Linked DNA regions of Mus musculus: region 2 is linked to region 1. A link is a contact called in public Hi-C data. All regions are on one chromosome and are shown on one strand. The core of a region is the stretch at or near the end of the contact, and the rest is flanking DNA. Distances in the headings are between cores, read along the strand shown.

Evidence for each region. A called contact is a pair of places that touch in the nucleus more often than the background predicts.
Region 2: a contact with region 1 is called in a Hi-C map of uterus, with 3 times the contacts expected there. The contact joins two enhancer-like sites. A contact is called at or near these places in 1 of 39 promoter capture datasets (hippocampal neurons), 19 of 484 Hi-C or Micro-C datasets (the STO cell line, cerebellum, cerebral cortex and 8 more) and 1 of 115 datasets of contacts at active chromatin or transcription factors (embryonic basal ganglia).

What each region holds. Positions count from the first base shown.
Region 1 is chr9:50,188,952-50,196,769 of GRCm38.p6, reverse strand. No RefSeq gene overlaps it. Among named protein-coding and RNA genes, the nearest start is that of 2310003N18Rik, 40 kb to the left of the region's middle. Within about 2 kb of position 3,894, at least 21 of the 459 cell types and tissues checked have an H3K27ac peak or open chromatin away from gene starts, as enhancers often do. A contact at or near this core is called in uterus, where this site is marked.
Region 2 is chr9:50,434,364-50,442,181 of GRCm38.p6, reverse strand. No RefSeq gene overlaps it. Among named protein-coding and RNA genes, the nearest start is that of Gm38579, 46 kb to the right of the region's middle. Within about 2 kb of position 3,926, at least 42 of the 459 cell types and tissues checked have an H3K27ac peak or open chromatin away from gene starts, as enhancers often do. A contact at or near this core is called in uterus, where this site is marked.

The sequences.
Region 1 (7,818 bases), core at 2,645-5,144:
GACAGAGGGTGTGAGTGTGTGTGTGTATGTGTGTGTGTGTGTGTGTGTGTGTGTGTGTGTGTGTGTGTGTGGCGGGTGTGGGGTGTCGGATCCTAAGTGATGCTGGGGACTTAGTGATGGGAGTCAGATAGAGAGAGGACTGCTAATGGCAGCAGGGAAAGACGCTCCTCCATACAACCTGAGCAGAATAGTCAGCAAGAAAGTGCTGGACTTGCCACAAGTGCTGGGGACTATGAACTCCAAGGACAGGTAGTGTCCCTAAGGCAGAATTCTAGAGATATCAAGGTATTGGAGCTAAAGTGACTAAGGTTCAAGTTCCTGATAAAAGATAGATCTGACCATCGACCCTCACTCTCCTCTTCAGTGATCTGTAGAAGCCACTGCTCAGGCAGTTCACAAGCCAAGCAATACCAGACCGTTAGATATATAATTTGACCTCACTCTAATGAGAATTCCATGAGATGTTATGATCTTATACCAATAAAGCTTTGACTGTTCAGAATGTGAAGTTCCAAATAGCAGTGGCTAAAGCACATGAAGGTTTATTCTTCCAAAGGCAAGAAGCTCAGACAGAGCAAGGCAGCCCAGGGCTGGTGTGAAGTACCTTCAGACTCATCAGGGCCACCATGACCCTAGCATTCATTCAGACTTTTTTCAGCTTTTATTATTCTCCTACTTCTCTTCTAGTCCAAAGTGGCCTCACAGATCTAGCCAGGACACTGAAGTTCTGAACTGTGAGGAGGAGCTAGAAAACAACTAATGTTCTGATCAAAGTAGCCTTTTAAGTATTCTTACTTGGTCATGTACACTGTATCGTACTGCTGGCCCCCACCCCTCTGTCTCTGTTTCTGTCTCTTTCTAGGTCTCCATCTCACTCTCTGTCTCGGTCTCTGTCCTCTTTCCTCTTTCTCCTCCTGGTCCTGGTAGCTCAATCTCTACCTCTCTCTATTCCCCTGAGTAATTGGCTGTCATCAGTTTTACTTAACCAAAAGTTTTAAATTAGAAAGGCTTACACAACAAAGGCAGGCATATGTGAATATTAGCTCCTCTTGGAGCAACCAGATTTTGGGGTACAGAATTAAGTAGTTGAATACAAGTAGCACCAGACCAACCCCCAAGTTTAGTGTAGCACATTCTGTTGTTCCAGTTGAGTTTTTCTTAACTAAGCCTTCCCTGTGTCTTTCTTTGATGGCTGTGTTGGTAATTTGGGGTGTTGAAAGGATCCAGTTCCCACACTAAGGAACAACAAGGTGCTTGACTCTGAACCTTTAAGCCACTCTTCTATCAAAAATGCACCTGACTTTTCTACATCCCGTAAGCCCACTTTAGATAATTTTATATGTCATTGGAAGACAATTTTGAATGGTTTTGAACACAGGTTACCAGTTTTAATCTGTGCATTCTATCTTAATTGGCAGATCTTGTCCTAAAGCACCTCTTTTAATCCCTCTAAACCTTAATTAGCTATGAGCCTGTAATTAGCATTTCTGTGTTCTGTAGTTTCTCTGTTGCTGCTGCACCAGCCGTCAGGAAAGGCCTGTGCTGTCATTTCCTTGACCTTGGACTATGATGAGCCTTGCCTTTTCTGCTTGAAGAAGATGATGGAAATGTAGTCCTGGAGCTGGGATCTCCAGTGATATCTACATAAATGTTTTCACAGTGAGGTTCTGTGGGAAGAGTTTGCTGATGGCAGTATGGGCTGCAGAGTCTCAGACAAGGTAACCACTGTCCAACAGCTAGATCAGAGTCTCCACAAGTGGGTCAAGCCTTGTATTCAAAGACCTCCCCATCCTAGGGGCTTGGATTGAATAATGTTTTCTCTATAAATGTTTTTAAAGGCAGAAAGCTGACAAGCTCCTCTAACCTCCCCACTTCCTTCAGTCTTCTGCATCAACAGGACACCAGTTAACCTAGAGCCCAATCTCTACAAGTTCAAAGGTGCTACTTTGCAGAGGTTCTGGGCACCTACTGCTAATCAATAAAGACATCTGTATGTGCTGTTGTTGCTCATGAGCCCCGCTCTCTGTTGCTTAGTGATGCTTCCTGCACAGCAGAGGGTGATGCACTTCTCACCCACTGTACTCAAAGCCTTACCCACATCCCCGGGTACTTCCTGGCATTCCAGAAAGATTTCTGCTGCCTCTTAGGGCACATTCCTGCTGGCTTTGTCTGGTTGCCAGAGTGCACTGTAACTGGATGGGAATGTGAAGGTGAGAGGCTGAAGAGGAGGACCCCAACTTCTTCCATCCTTAGGTGGGGCAATTTTGAGTCTCGAAAACTCAGGATCACCATTCAGTAACTGTGTGACGGTTTTGCATATTACACTCTTCTTTTTCTAAAGCAAAGTAACGTCTAGTGTGAGAGGCTTGCTGTGACTTTAAGTGAACTAGCCCATGTGCTATGACGTGAACATGCATGCCCCTTACAGGCTAATAGACTTTACAGTTTTGAATATTTGGTTCCTAAATAGTGGAGCTGTCTAGGGAGCTAAAGAACCTTTCAGGGAGTATTGTAGAGTAGGGGGGAAATGGGCCTTGAGGAGAAGGTCTTGAGGCTTACAGTCTTGCCCTTCTTCGAGTCTTTTCTCTGCTTCCTGTTCTGCCCAGATGTAAGCATGCTCTTTCCACCCCAGAGCCACCTGCCGCCTTGCTCTCCTTGCTCTGATGGGCTGTATCTCTTCAAACCACAAGGTGGAATCAATCCTTCCTCCTTTAAGTTGCCTCCTGTCAAGTACTTGCAGCAGTATCTGGTGCCCAGCAAGCTGCTGACACAGTTATAATCACTATCCCCATGTCAGGTACTGCCTTTCCTCCTCAGGGCAGCAATCCCTCCCTAGGCTGTCCTTGGTGCGTCTTTCTTGCCTTTGAGTCTCAAGGCAGAGTCTTTCATGTTTGCCTTCTAAATAGTTCCTACACACAATTCATCTGATCATATTAACACATCAGCTTCTCTTCTCTTCTCTCTCTCTCTCTCTCTCTCTCTCTCTCTCTCTCTCTCTCTCACACACACACACACACACACAAGACCTTACACATTTACATGTTGATTGTGTAGCCTGAGACACATTTCCCATCTCTCTTCACCTGGATAGGATTTATTAGTTCCTAGATTCAGTTCAGATATTTCCTCCTCCAGGAAGGCTTTCCTGGATGCCTGCTAGATAGAATTATCCTCTCTTTTGCTCCTTTACCACTGTCTTAGTTGGGGTTTTTATTACTGTGAAGAGACACCATGACCATGACAATTTGTGTAAAGGAAAACATTTAACTTGGGCTGGCTTACAGTTCAGAGGTTTAGTCCATTATCACTATGGCAGGAAGCGTGGTGGCACACAGGCAGACTGGTGCTGGAGAGACAGCTGAGAATTCTACACCTGGATCCACCCACAGCAGGATGTGAGCCATGAACTACGAGGCCTGGTTTGAGCTTCTGAGACTTCAAGCCCACCACTAGTGACACACTTCCTCCAACAAGGCCATACCTACTAATAGTGCCACTCCCTGTGCATCTATGGGGGGCATTTTCATTCAAAACACAACAAACATCATAGTATATATTCGAAAAATCATTAGCTATTATTCCAGAAAATGAACTATTTGGTTCTCTCAGTAGATGGCAAAATCTCAAACAGCAAAGTCTGAGTCTACTTCATCTTTGTGTCTCCAGAATCCAGCATGGTATTTGGCATATAATCTGTGTTCAATATATATTTCATTTTCATTTGAACTGTTGTGCAGGGAAACAGAAAGGCTTGCAGTGGAGTCAGTATAAGACATGGCTTAATATTGGCTGTTAAATTGACATGACAGTCTAGCTTGCTGTCCAGGCCTATGAGCTCAAACACAAACATACACTCTCTCCTTCAGCCCTCTGCCAAACACCCCTCCTCCTCACGGTTCATTCCAATTTGTTTATAGGCAGTTTCTGGCGTTCAGTATGTGTCATTGCTGCTACTGGTGCTGTAGAGACATTTACTGTCACCTTTTTAGCCAGGAATCTCTCAATGGTTCCCAGAGGTTGCAGACAGCTCCAGGGCTCACAGTAGACAAACAGATTATCTGTGGACTGGAGCTTGTGGAAGAATATTTGGACAGGAACTCAAGAAACCCCAATCAGACCGGCTTTCTGCCTGTTGAACACACTGTTTATTGTTCTGGCCTCTGGGTTTGGAAATGTCATGCAGGCAGACTTTTTCAGGCCTCTTGGCTTCAGTGTGTGGTCCAGAAAACCACTGTGGTCACAGAGCGTGCTTAGAAGAGCCTCCATTCCTGGGTTGTCTCTGCAGTTTTGGGACACCATAAGCCACTTGTTTTTCTGATCTCAGAACATTGCGCAGGAGTCATGGAGAGGGCAAGTTTGATTGGCAGGCTGCTGGGGCAGAGCAGAGTCACACATTCCCTGAAGCCCCTATAGTACGTGGGCTGGGTACCTGGCAGGTCTACTAAGGGGTACAGAGAGGTAGCCTTCTTTAGGGTATGGCCTCCAGCACTATCCTCTCCCATAATCAAAATCTTACTCAATGGATGACTCTAGTTCAGACCGTGGAGGTCTGGAACTTTGCTTTTCCTTTTTATGTATTACATATCAATTTTTTTTCTGAAATGCCATTGGGAGACTATAGGTGGTAGACAACATAATAATAAACAAATTGTGGTGGTCTCTTTCCTCAAGTATTCATAGTCAAGTTGGATGGGGTGGTGGGGAGAAACAGAGAGAGACAGAGAGAGACACACAGAGAGAGAGGCAGACAGAGAGACAGAGAGAGAGACAGAGAGAGACACAGAGACACAGAGAGAGAGAGACAGAGAGAAAGACAGAAAGAGAGACAGAGAGAGAGAGAGCACAAAATAAGACAGTGGTAAAGGAGCAAAAGAGAGGATAATTCTATCCTTGTCTAGATGAGGGTCACCTTTACTGCATCCTGAAGTAGAGGAGGGATTCAGCAGATGGTCACCCCCTCCGTGGTGACATTAGATATCAGCTGCTAGCTGCTCTCAACTCTGCCCTCTGTCTTCAAGAAATGGAAAGCTATGGATGGAGGTGGAGGGAGCCCAGAATCTCTATATGAAAACCCCTTTCTTCCTCAGGACTATTTGACCTTCTAGAAGATTCCAGGCTAAGAGTTCACACTGGTCTTCTCTTTAATCCTAGGGGTTTGGCAGAAAACTAACAGATCCCACTCTCTGATACAAAAAACAACAACATAACAAACCAAAAAAACCACAAACAAAAACAAAAACATAAACAACAAAAAAAATCCAACCAACCAACTGACCAACCAACCAACCAACCAAAAAACAACACCCCTTCATTTGCTCCTCTTGAATTCCAAAGTCCCGGAACACTACAGAGAAAGAGATGAAAGGAGTTCAGCATCTTGACACCACGGTGGCATGGGGGAGGTGCTCTTTAAAGGCTGCAGCCTACACAAGGGAGGGCTGGAAGCAGTGACTGCAAACAGGCCCTTGTCAGGAGGCTGAAGAAGCCAGCCGGGCTGTAATTAGCAGGACCTGTAATTGTAGCATAAATAAGAGCCAGAGGGGCTGACAACTATTGTTACTGAAATGTCATGTTTTGAATGCAAAAATACAGTGAAAATGTAGGGAAGCTGGGTGATATTAATGTATGCAAATATACTTTAATTAAAGCTCAGCTACCACTGGCTTTAAGTAAAGGGCTTGATTTAAATACTTAAGCAAATATAATGACTCATATGACAGGCAGCAAAGATGGTTTGTGACACCGCAAACAAAACTAGGGAGAAAAAAATAATCAACTCCCAGACCTCTGTGTTGTGAAGTGTTGGACTTAGCAAAGCAAAAGTTCCTCCCAGATTGCAGATTCACTAAGCTGACCTCTGGGGTGTTTGGAGTTTGTGGGAGTCTTTTGAGTGTCATGGCCTTCAGTGAGAATGAGTGGAGGAATGGCTTCATATAACCAGAATGCTCTGTTGACCGATAACCTCCATGGTTGTCTCTCTTCTCTGTGCTACTTAAATCTGCAAGTCCCACTGATTAAACTTCCAGATTCTCTGGTCTGGGCTCTGGGTTCTGAGCATGCTTAGTTCTCAATACATTTATATTTGTTGAGACTATTATCTCTTCATTTGTGACTCCAGAATGATATTCATTGAAGAAATTCAACAACTGCTGATGGATATCAAGGTCTGGGTCCTCTATGGCACATTGATAACACCTCTTTGTAAATGCACACACAGTCCTGGTCTGTGTTCTGCTAGATTCCCAGCAGCCAGCCTTCACACACAGAATAAATCAGCATTACACCTTCCTGTGGAGGATGCCTGCTCCTTAGTGCAGGCCTCGTCACGTCAGTCAGCGAGAGCAGTGCTTGGGGACTTGGAGTCTCACTTTGACATTCAGTTTTGTGAAATTCAGATGTGCTATGGGAAGTCACAGTTTTCTATGCTATTGTAAGTAGGGATCTTTTCAAGGAATCAGTCCAAAATAAAGACATATATGAAGCTGATGGAAGACGTGTAACAGGGCCTCAATCTAAAACAGTTTACTAATTCCTAATGTCGAAAACATTATAAATATCCAGACATAAGTAATATAAAATGTATAGCCATTTGACATCACATTCTGAGACCCCCCTCTAGAGAAACCCTTCAGTTCTTCCTTTGACGATCTCTTTAGAGCAAACCTGCTGGTCATGAATCTGCCATTTTTTCTTTGTTTTGAAAAACGTCTGTTCCTCTTATCTTTTGCTTATTTATTTATTCAGCATGTATATTTACATGTCTGTGTATGCATGCCCATGTATATGCCGGTGCTCAGGCATGTGTTGCATGTGTGTGTGTAGACCTAGGAACAACCTCTGGTGTCTTCCACCTTGGTTTTTGAGACAGGATCTCTCACTGGCTGACAATTCCCCAAGTAGGCCAAGTTATCCATGCAGTGAGGCCCAGGAATCTGCCCATCTCTGCCTTGTAACCTGCTGGGATTACAAGTGTATACCATCATGCTCAGCTCAGCCTTTTATCTTATTATAGGTCCTGGGGATTAAACTCAGATTCACATGCTCACCAGCCCAGCACTTCACCAGCTGCGGCATCTCCTCAACCCTCAGCTTCACTTATAAAGAAAATATTTTTGCTGGCTACACAATACTATGTGAGGACAGGGTGGTGACTGGGAACCATCCTTTTCATATTATGTCCTGAGCTGTTATCAATCACAAGTGGGGGAGATTGGCTTCATTGGGTTTATATTGCCTCAGATTCCCTTACTGGAAAGGTAGGGCTTGACCTGAAGTGTCATGGTTTGGAAATTAAATGTCTCCAGCAGGCTCAGGCGCTGATATTCTTGCTTCCCAGTTGCTGGCACTGTTACAGGATGCTGCGGGACCTTTGGAGGCAGGGCCTGTCTGGAGGAAATGGGTGCCCAGAAGGTGGACTTTTACAGCCTTGCTTCCAGTCTTGCTTCCAGTCTCTTCTCTTTCTTTCTTGTTCTAAAGAGATGTGGGGAGGTACTGAGTTCTAGTCACATGCTGCCATTGGACCCCTTGCTAGCATGCCCTCCTGATGTGATGAACTGTGGCCCCTCAAACCATGAGCTAAAACAAGTCTTCCCTTAAGTTGCATTGGCCAGATATTCACTCACAGCAAAAAGCAAAACAACTAAACAGAACAAAAACAGCAGCAGCAATAACAACAAAAGAACAACTTTAAAATGGACCAAGAGGCATGGACTTTGTATGTAACACAACTACCTGGGGTCCATGGGCTCTTAAATAGGTGTCTCCCAAGCCAGAAAACTTCTTGCATCGTAGCACATTTTTTTCTGGTTCAAGGGAGAA
Region 2 (7,818 bases), core at 2,677-5,176, 250 kb before region 1:
GAAACATTTTCTCCCACTCTGAGTTCACCTGTAAGGAAGCAGCCAGTCCTCCGCAGGCAGTGGTGGAGTCGGTCTGCCACTCCCCTGAGCTACATAGCCTTGCTCTCTCATGCCTGGCTCAGGTAGCCTCATAAGGCCCTACGTGTTTCCTGCTTCTGAAGAAACAAGGGACCGCGGCAGAGGCTGGTGATTAAGGCCTGCTACTAAGGCTTCCTAGTGCCAGGTCTCTGCAGCAGGCAAAACAAGGGCCATCTCCTCTGTTTCCAAGCGCTTCCTTTCGCTTGCTCCTCAGCCCCATATTAAGAGCTCCCCAGCAAGCTCTTTGTGCCATACAAAAGGCTGGGTTTGTGGCAGTGTGTGGAGGAGGTGGTCACCATGACCTGATGCAGAGCCGAGGTGAGGCTTGTCCTCCGACCTGGGGTAAAGAATGAGGAAGCTGAGTTATGAACAGTTTGTTCCAAGTGGTTGGTGACACAGGCTAAGAGCCTCAGAGTGATGGAGGCCTGCAGGCAGGGGGCTGGCTTTTCCTAGGTCTTTGTGGCTTTAGTCTTTGTGTTCTCCTGGGCTACCTTTCCTCACAGTAGTGATCTCTGGATGCAGGTTCCCTGTGTGTTGTATGAGATGACCTCTAAGGTCTGGGGTTTTATGAAAATGTCTTCCACACAGAGGCCAAAACCCAGCTGATCATGTCTGCCGACCACCTGTTAGGTCATGTGAGCAGCTCACAGCCTCACCAGAGAGACAGACCTCTACACTGGTCATTATACTGCAGCTAGACAAGTTCCGGGGTCCAGTTATATGTAGGATATTTTAAATATTCTCTCTCTCCTTCCTTCCCTCTCCCTTTCTTCCTTCTGTCTGTCTTTCAAATGCACTCATGTAACCAGGGTGGCCTTGAATTCACTAAGTAGCCTCGGCTGGCCTTGAACCTGATCCTGTATCTCCTAAGTGCTGGTTACAAGTGTGCACTATTACGCCTGTTCTATGTGTTGCTGGGAATCAAACCCAGTGCCTCATGGATGCTAGACAAGTTGGACCATGCTACCAATGAGTCACACCCCCAGTTCCCCCATTGAAAACCTTTGTTTTGTGTGAGTGTCCCAAACTTTATTCATCTACTGGGACCCTGGTTTGTGTCTCTCCTTTGCAGCTCTTCTCAGGGCCAAGGCAATCCTAATCCCCTGGGGCCTGCAGAGGAGGTCCCTGATAATCCCTGTCCTACTGAGGGACTGTCTAAACATGTGACTCCTTGGCATCCAACACAGCAGAGGGCACATGGTTGGTGCCTGCCAAGTCTCTGCCTGCAGCTGTGTCTGCCAGCCTCCTGCCTGTCAATCAACAGGAGCACAGCAGTTAAAGCAGCCACGCTAGTCACACTTGTTATTAAGTATAAAGGGAAACATGGTTCAGGCCAGAAGATGTGGCAGCCAGAGGCCTCCACGGTACCAGCTACTTACAGGGGAACCAGCAGGGCTAGGCCTTCCCTGGGTATCCCCATGCTGCTCTCCAGAGGAGGGGCTAGGGTGTTAGGAGATAGATGCCAACCTAAGGACAATGGCTATTAGCCCATTTCCCAATTTTACCAGTGGCTATCACTCCCAGGTACTGGGAAGCACTGCTCTTGTTTAAAATATTGTCCTTTTGTGACTGCATGCCCTGTGTGTGTGTGTGTGTGTGTGAAGCTCAGGTGCCATTCCTCATGTGTATCCATCAGGGTCTCTCACTGGCCTGGGACTCTCAGAGCAGGCTAGCCTGGTTGGCTAGTGAGCCTCAGGGTCCGCCTATCTCTCCTTCCCAGCACTGGGGTTATAAACATGCATATGTAAAGCTCTGTTCCTGGCCCCGCCCACTTCAGCTGCACAGCCCCCAGTGCCTAGCATTTCTGGCTCCTTGTCTATTAAGCAGGGTTAATATTTATTTTTTTTAAAGGCTGTTGTGAAGACCGCAGAAGATAAGACACACGATGAACAGTCTTCATATCTTTTACCTGTCTGAGCTGTGTAGGGTGACTGTGTTCACTCACAGAACAATCACTGTATCATGGCGGAGTGCTGGCCTCCGTTCTGTGGACGAGTCTTGGCTTTCATAAAGCGCACATTGTCTCAGGGAGACAGAAAAGAAGAAAGCTGAAAAAGAAGCAGGCTCATTGCAGACATTGAGGGGATGCAAGGGCAGGCTGATCTGAGGAGAGTGTTTGGGTATGGGGCCTAGTGGGCTTCCGGATGGGTAGGGTGGTTGTACTGGAATGGGGATTCCAAGACTAAGCGCTTAAGCCTGCTAAAACCTGGAGAAGTGCCACCGGGGCAAAGAAACCAACAGGACAAAATATATTGTGGTGGGAGGAGGCCTGGCCAGTTCAGAGGAAGAGAGAAGGTCTTTGCAGCAGAGCTGGGGTGCGTGGGGAGAGGTGAGACCACATGTAAGGGTAGCGCCAAGCTGTTCCCAAACCTGGAGCTGAGGGTTTGGGGACCTGCGGTGACCCCACAGCTGTGTTGGATGCTAAGGAGTCACATGTTTAGACAGTCCCACAGAAAAGTCGAAGGCCTAAGATGACTCTATGCAAATGACTCACCAGCTTAGGACGCTGTATGGTCGCGGCGGCAGAATCCATGCTCCTTTTGATACCTGAGTTTTCAAACTCAGTTGATAACTTTTGATGCTGACTTTTCAGGGGTTGCTGAAAGCCAGCGTACTGGTCACTTTTCTCACTAAACACCAGACGAGAGCAATGTAAGGAAGAAGGAATTTGTGGATAAAACACGGCCGCAAGGGCATGAAGCCTATGGTTTCGTTGCATCCACAGAAAGAGAGAGCAGCGCGCCTGCGCTAGAAACCTGGAACGTCAATATGGGAACCAAGGAGGCAGCCAGTGTCTAACTTACTTCCAGGGTCCGAGAAGCTCTGCAGGATTCACTAGCCACACACCCCATTCCAAAGTAGCTGTGACTAAGAATGAAACGAAACCATCCCTTCCAGTTTGCATGTATTCTTTTCTTCTAGTGGCTACACAGTCTTTAGGATACAGACTTTAGAGTAGGCTTAACTAGGTAGGAGACCCAAAGAGGCTGCTGGGCAAGTTGGTGAAAATCTTTCTTATCCCAAGGGCAGAGGCTGCTGTCTGTTTTTTTTTTTTTTTTCCCCCATAGACTCAGGTGTGTGTGTATATGTGTGAGCCTCGGCGCCACCTATCTCTCCTTCCCAGCACTGGGGTTATAAACATGCATATGTAAAGCTCTGTTCCTGGCCCCGCCCACTTCAGTTGCACAGCCTCCAGTGCCTAGCATTTCCGTAAGTCTGGCTCCTTGTCTATTAAGCAGGGTTAATATTTATTTTTTTATAGGCTGTTGTGAAGACCGCAGAAGATAAGACACACGATGAACAGTCGTGTATTTGAGTCAAAAAGGTCATTTAGATCTACTGCTCTTGTGGGTCTCCAAGCTGCCTTACTGTTGGGGATACCTGGGGGAACTTGTGATAGTATTAATTAGTTTATTAATTAATAGCTTCTTGGTTTCTGCTCTGGGGAATTCTGACATTTGCATCTGGGTTTAAACGACCTTTGCCTGTATTTCTTTGTGCCCCCAGGATGTCTCAGCTAAGGGCTAGCTTCTAGCTTGCCCAGATTTGTAGGTCCTGGTGGCTATGAGGTACCTGGGAGCCAGGTGTGTGGTCTTTAGGGATCGATCTGGGCTAAGAAGGGCGAGGGGTACGCCTCTGGAAGGAACCCAGGAGAAGCTAGGCATAACACATACATCTGCAAGTCCAGTTTGCAGGGGCAGCACTAGTGACCTGGATAGGACAGGAAGATGTCTCCTTCTTCAGGAAGCTTCTACAAGTAAAGTCTTCTTGCAGGGCCAGGGCCTCCTTGAGAGCGCTGCTCTAGACAGGCAACCGACAGGTGGCAGCAGCGGCCCATAAGCAGCCAGGGTGCAGCCCCAGCAGGGAGGACCACAACACCAGGGCTCGGGTGGGCGCGGCTCCTCTTCTGGGCATGGGGCTAGGCTGACCCTGCAGGGAGAAGGGTTCCTGGGGGCGAAGACGGTCTCAGGTGCAACGTGAGGCAGTCCGATGCGTCTGGGAGGGGGCTGGCTTGGGAGCTGGAGTTAGATCAATCCGTGGGGCATGACACACCCTGGTTTAGTCCTTATGATTTGTGGGAAGCAAGTCATGGAGCTAGGTACCCCCAGGCTTAGCCAGGGTCCTTGGTACACTGCTGCCTCGGTGTGGTGTGAAGACTTGTTTGGTTTGTGTGTATGTGGGGTAGGGGGGGCAGGGGAGAAAGATTAAAAAGAAACCCCTGGAGATTAAAAAAAAAAAAAAAAAGAAAGAAAGAAAGAAAGAAAGAAAGAAATACTGCCCTTTCTTTAAGACTCCTTAGAGCTTAGATTTCTCAGGCTTAGTCAAACCATTCTAGGCAAGAGAAAGGTTAGTGTAGAAACTGCAGATGCTAATAGGATGGGCGGTCCTTTAATTGGTCCCTGCCAGGCAAACCCAAGACCAGCACATTGCCTGGGAGGGTCAGGATTCTTTTTATTAAAAAGCTGGTTGCCCTGGAGGAGCCTCCATCGGATCTGTGAAGGTTTAGGGGGGTTGGTGAGCTCTGAGGACAGGATGGTTAGTTTGGTGTCTTTGCTTTATTCTCATTTAGTTTGTGAAAAAGGCAGTCTCTGTTCTCATACTTCAATAAATTATGGACTTATTCTCTCTTCTCTCTCTCTTTTTGGATTAGGGAAATGGCATGGTAGGCTCCAATGAACTTTAAGCCAGAAATTGATTCTTCTCTGCCATTCATCATAGTAATTGGGAAAAATAATTTTCCTCAGACTCATTTGTAAAATTGGGAACAAATGTTACCTGGGAGGATGGTTCTTGTACTGTCTGCCTAAGTGCTCTCTGGTGTGTGACCATAGTTACTGTGGAGAGCTGTCCCTATAGCCTGAGTGAGATATGCTAGGGATGACACTGGACAAGATGAACATGGGTCATCATGAATCTGGCATCAGGTGGATCTGCCCATGGGTGTGGAAGGGCCCACACTGACCAGGATAATGCTGAGCCTTGGAATCAAGCTTCAGGAATCTTTACAGAGAAGGAATGGAAAGAACCGATAGGCGGCGTCTTAGTTAGGGTTTCCATTGCTGTGAAATCCTACCATGACCAAGGCAATTTTTTTTTTTTTTTGAGACAGGGTTTCTCTGTATAGCCCTGGCTGTCTTGGAACTCACTCTGTAGACCAGGCTGGCCTCGAACTCAGAAATCCGCCTGCCTCTGCCTCCCAAGTGCTGGGATTAAAGGTGTGCGCCACCACGCCCGGCACGACCAAGGCATCTCTTAGAAAGGACAACGCTTAATTGGGGCTAGCTTACAGGTTCAGAGGTTCAGTCCGTTATCATTAAGGCGTGAAGCATGGCAGTGCCCTAGAAGACATGGTTCTGGAGAAGGGGGCTCTACATCCTTCTACTGAGAGCTCTACATCTTGATCCAAAGACAGCCAGGAGAAGACTATCTTCCAGGCAGCGAGGAGGAGGGTCTCAAAGGCCACCTCCACAGTGACACAATTCCTCCAACAAGGACGCACCTACTCCCAAAAGGCCCCACTTCCTAACAGTGCCACTCTCTGGGTCAAGCACATTCAAGCCACCACAGGCAGCAAGGCCTAAATACCACTTGGAGATGGGTTCTTTGCAGACTTCTTCAAGGAACTTAATGTTCTGTTCATAACAAATATAAATATTCTTGTCTGTTGGGTGGGAGTACCTCACTGCAGAGGCCAAGTGTTACTTTAAAGACCAGCCCCTGCTCTCCTATGTAATGCATTCAAGGTTGTGGCCACGATGGTACATTGACTAGAGTCCAGCAATGGCACCTTACACTTATGCACAGGTAGTACTGAATGGACTAGTTAAAAAAACAAAGAAGAAGAGGGTGTGAATTTGGGAGGTGTAGGTGTGTGTGTGTGTGTGTGTGTGTGTGTGTGTGTGTACATTGGTGTGTCTGTGTCTGAGGGGAATGGGGTGAATATAATCTAAACACCTTGTATGCATGTCTAAAATTACTAAAGAATAAATAAAAAATTACATGTAGGCAGTTTCCAAACAGCGTTTCTTTTATTAAAGCATCAAGATGTTTGATAGTCTTTACCTTTCAGCCCTGTAGAATGAAGAAACCGTGTGGTTTCACTGTACTCTGTGTCTCCTGCCTTCATGAAGGTTATTGTGTTTAGGGTCTGAGTTTCTAGCTAATCACTTTTTTTGGTGTTATTTGGCTTTCCATTCTAGCGTGTTTTTGAAATTATTCTGTCTTGTAACCATGCTTTAACAATCACGTGACTGATCTCTACATTGAATGGATCCCGTGCCCATTGCTTATGCTTGCGCCTCTCTCTCTCTCTCTTTCTCTCTCTCTCTCTCCCTCCCTCCCTCCCTTCATTCCTTCCTTTTAAATTTCCTAATGTCAACTCATCACTTGAGAAGTTGGAGTGTAAATTAACAAAGTGATTTAAAGAAAACGTGAGTGACGGGCGTTCTGAATGTGGCTCCCTTTGAAACACTAGAGCCTATGGAGAGGACATTCTTGGGTCTGTGTCTTTTTCATGTCAGAGGTCACTAGCTTTATTGTTGGAGAAATGAACCAGGGCCAGTATGATTTTATTCCCTTATGTCTTTTTTTATTGTATTCTTCTTTCTTCTTCTGCTCTTCCTCCTCTTCCTTCTTCTCCTTCCCCTTCTCCTTCTCTCCCTTCTCCTCCTTCTTCTCTTCTCTCCTCCCTCTGTCTGTCTCTGTCAGGTCATGTTGTACATGAAATTGTTTATTACTGCTGCTGTTTAGAATGAAGAAACTTGCTGGAATATTTCTGGACATGACTCTTCCTTGACTCCTCTTTAACTTCTCTTCTTCTTCCTTCACACACCCCCCCCCCATTTTGAAGTGGGTGGCCTTTCTGTGTTGCCCAGGCTAGCCCCAAATGCCTGGGCTCAAACTATCCACTTTCCTTAGCCTCCTAAGTAGCTAGGCCTAACAGTGACACCTACCTCTTGTTTAATTATTGATATCTCTGTTCACAGCTTCCTGTAGTGTTGATTTCTGGAGTGTTCTCTTTTATTATACATTCAGTTGTGGCTCCTCTTTCCCATTCTGAGTTCTTCTTCAGAAACGTAATCCTTAGATTGAGTTTCTTTTTCTCTTGCTATTGTCTTCTGACAGTTATTGTTTCTACTAGTGTCTAATGTAATTAGTACTTCTAGTATTGATTATATTTTTGAAACCACAGTCTTGTAATTTTATTTGAAATATTTTAAGATGATCTCCATTTTGAATTGGTTTTAGTCCAGTCCTTAAACTCCTAGGATCATGTGGCTCTCTTGTTCTCTGACTTCTGAGTGGCTGGGACTACAGGCGTGAGCCACCATACCTGCCTCGCATGTGCACTGACAGCACATTCCTTTATTGCTTGCACATAAAATTGTAGTGCAATCTATGACATAATGCTATAATTATAGCCCTGTGAAATTGCTAAATTGATCCCACCAGCCTCTCATCTTGATCCGTTTCGTCTATTCTTGAGGACTTGGCAGTGTCTTTTGTCTTTATTTGCTTTGTTTGACATGTAATAAATATATGTGCATGTGTGCCATATATGCATATATATATATACATATATATATATATGTATATATATATATATATATACCAGCTATAAAACATAACAGCTTCTGTTCTTAGGTCTTGTAAGACATGTGTTTTTTTTCAACCCCCCCCAAGCCCCAAAGGGTGGATTCCAACCATGACCCCACTAACAGGCCTTTGCTCCAGGAATAC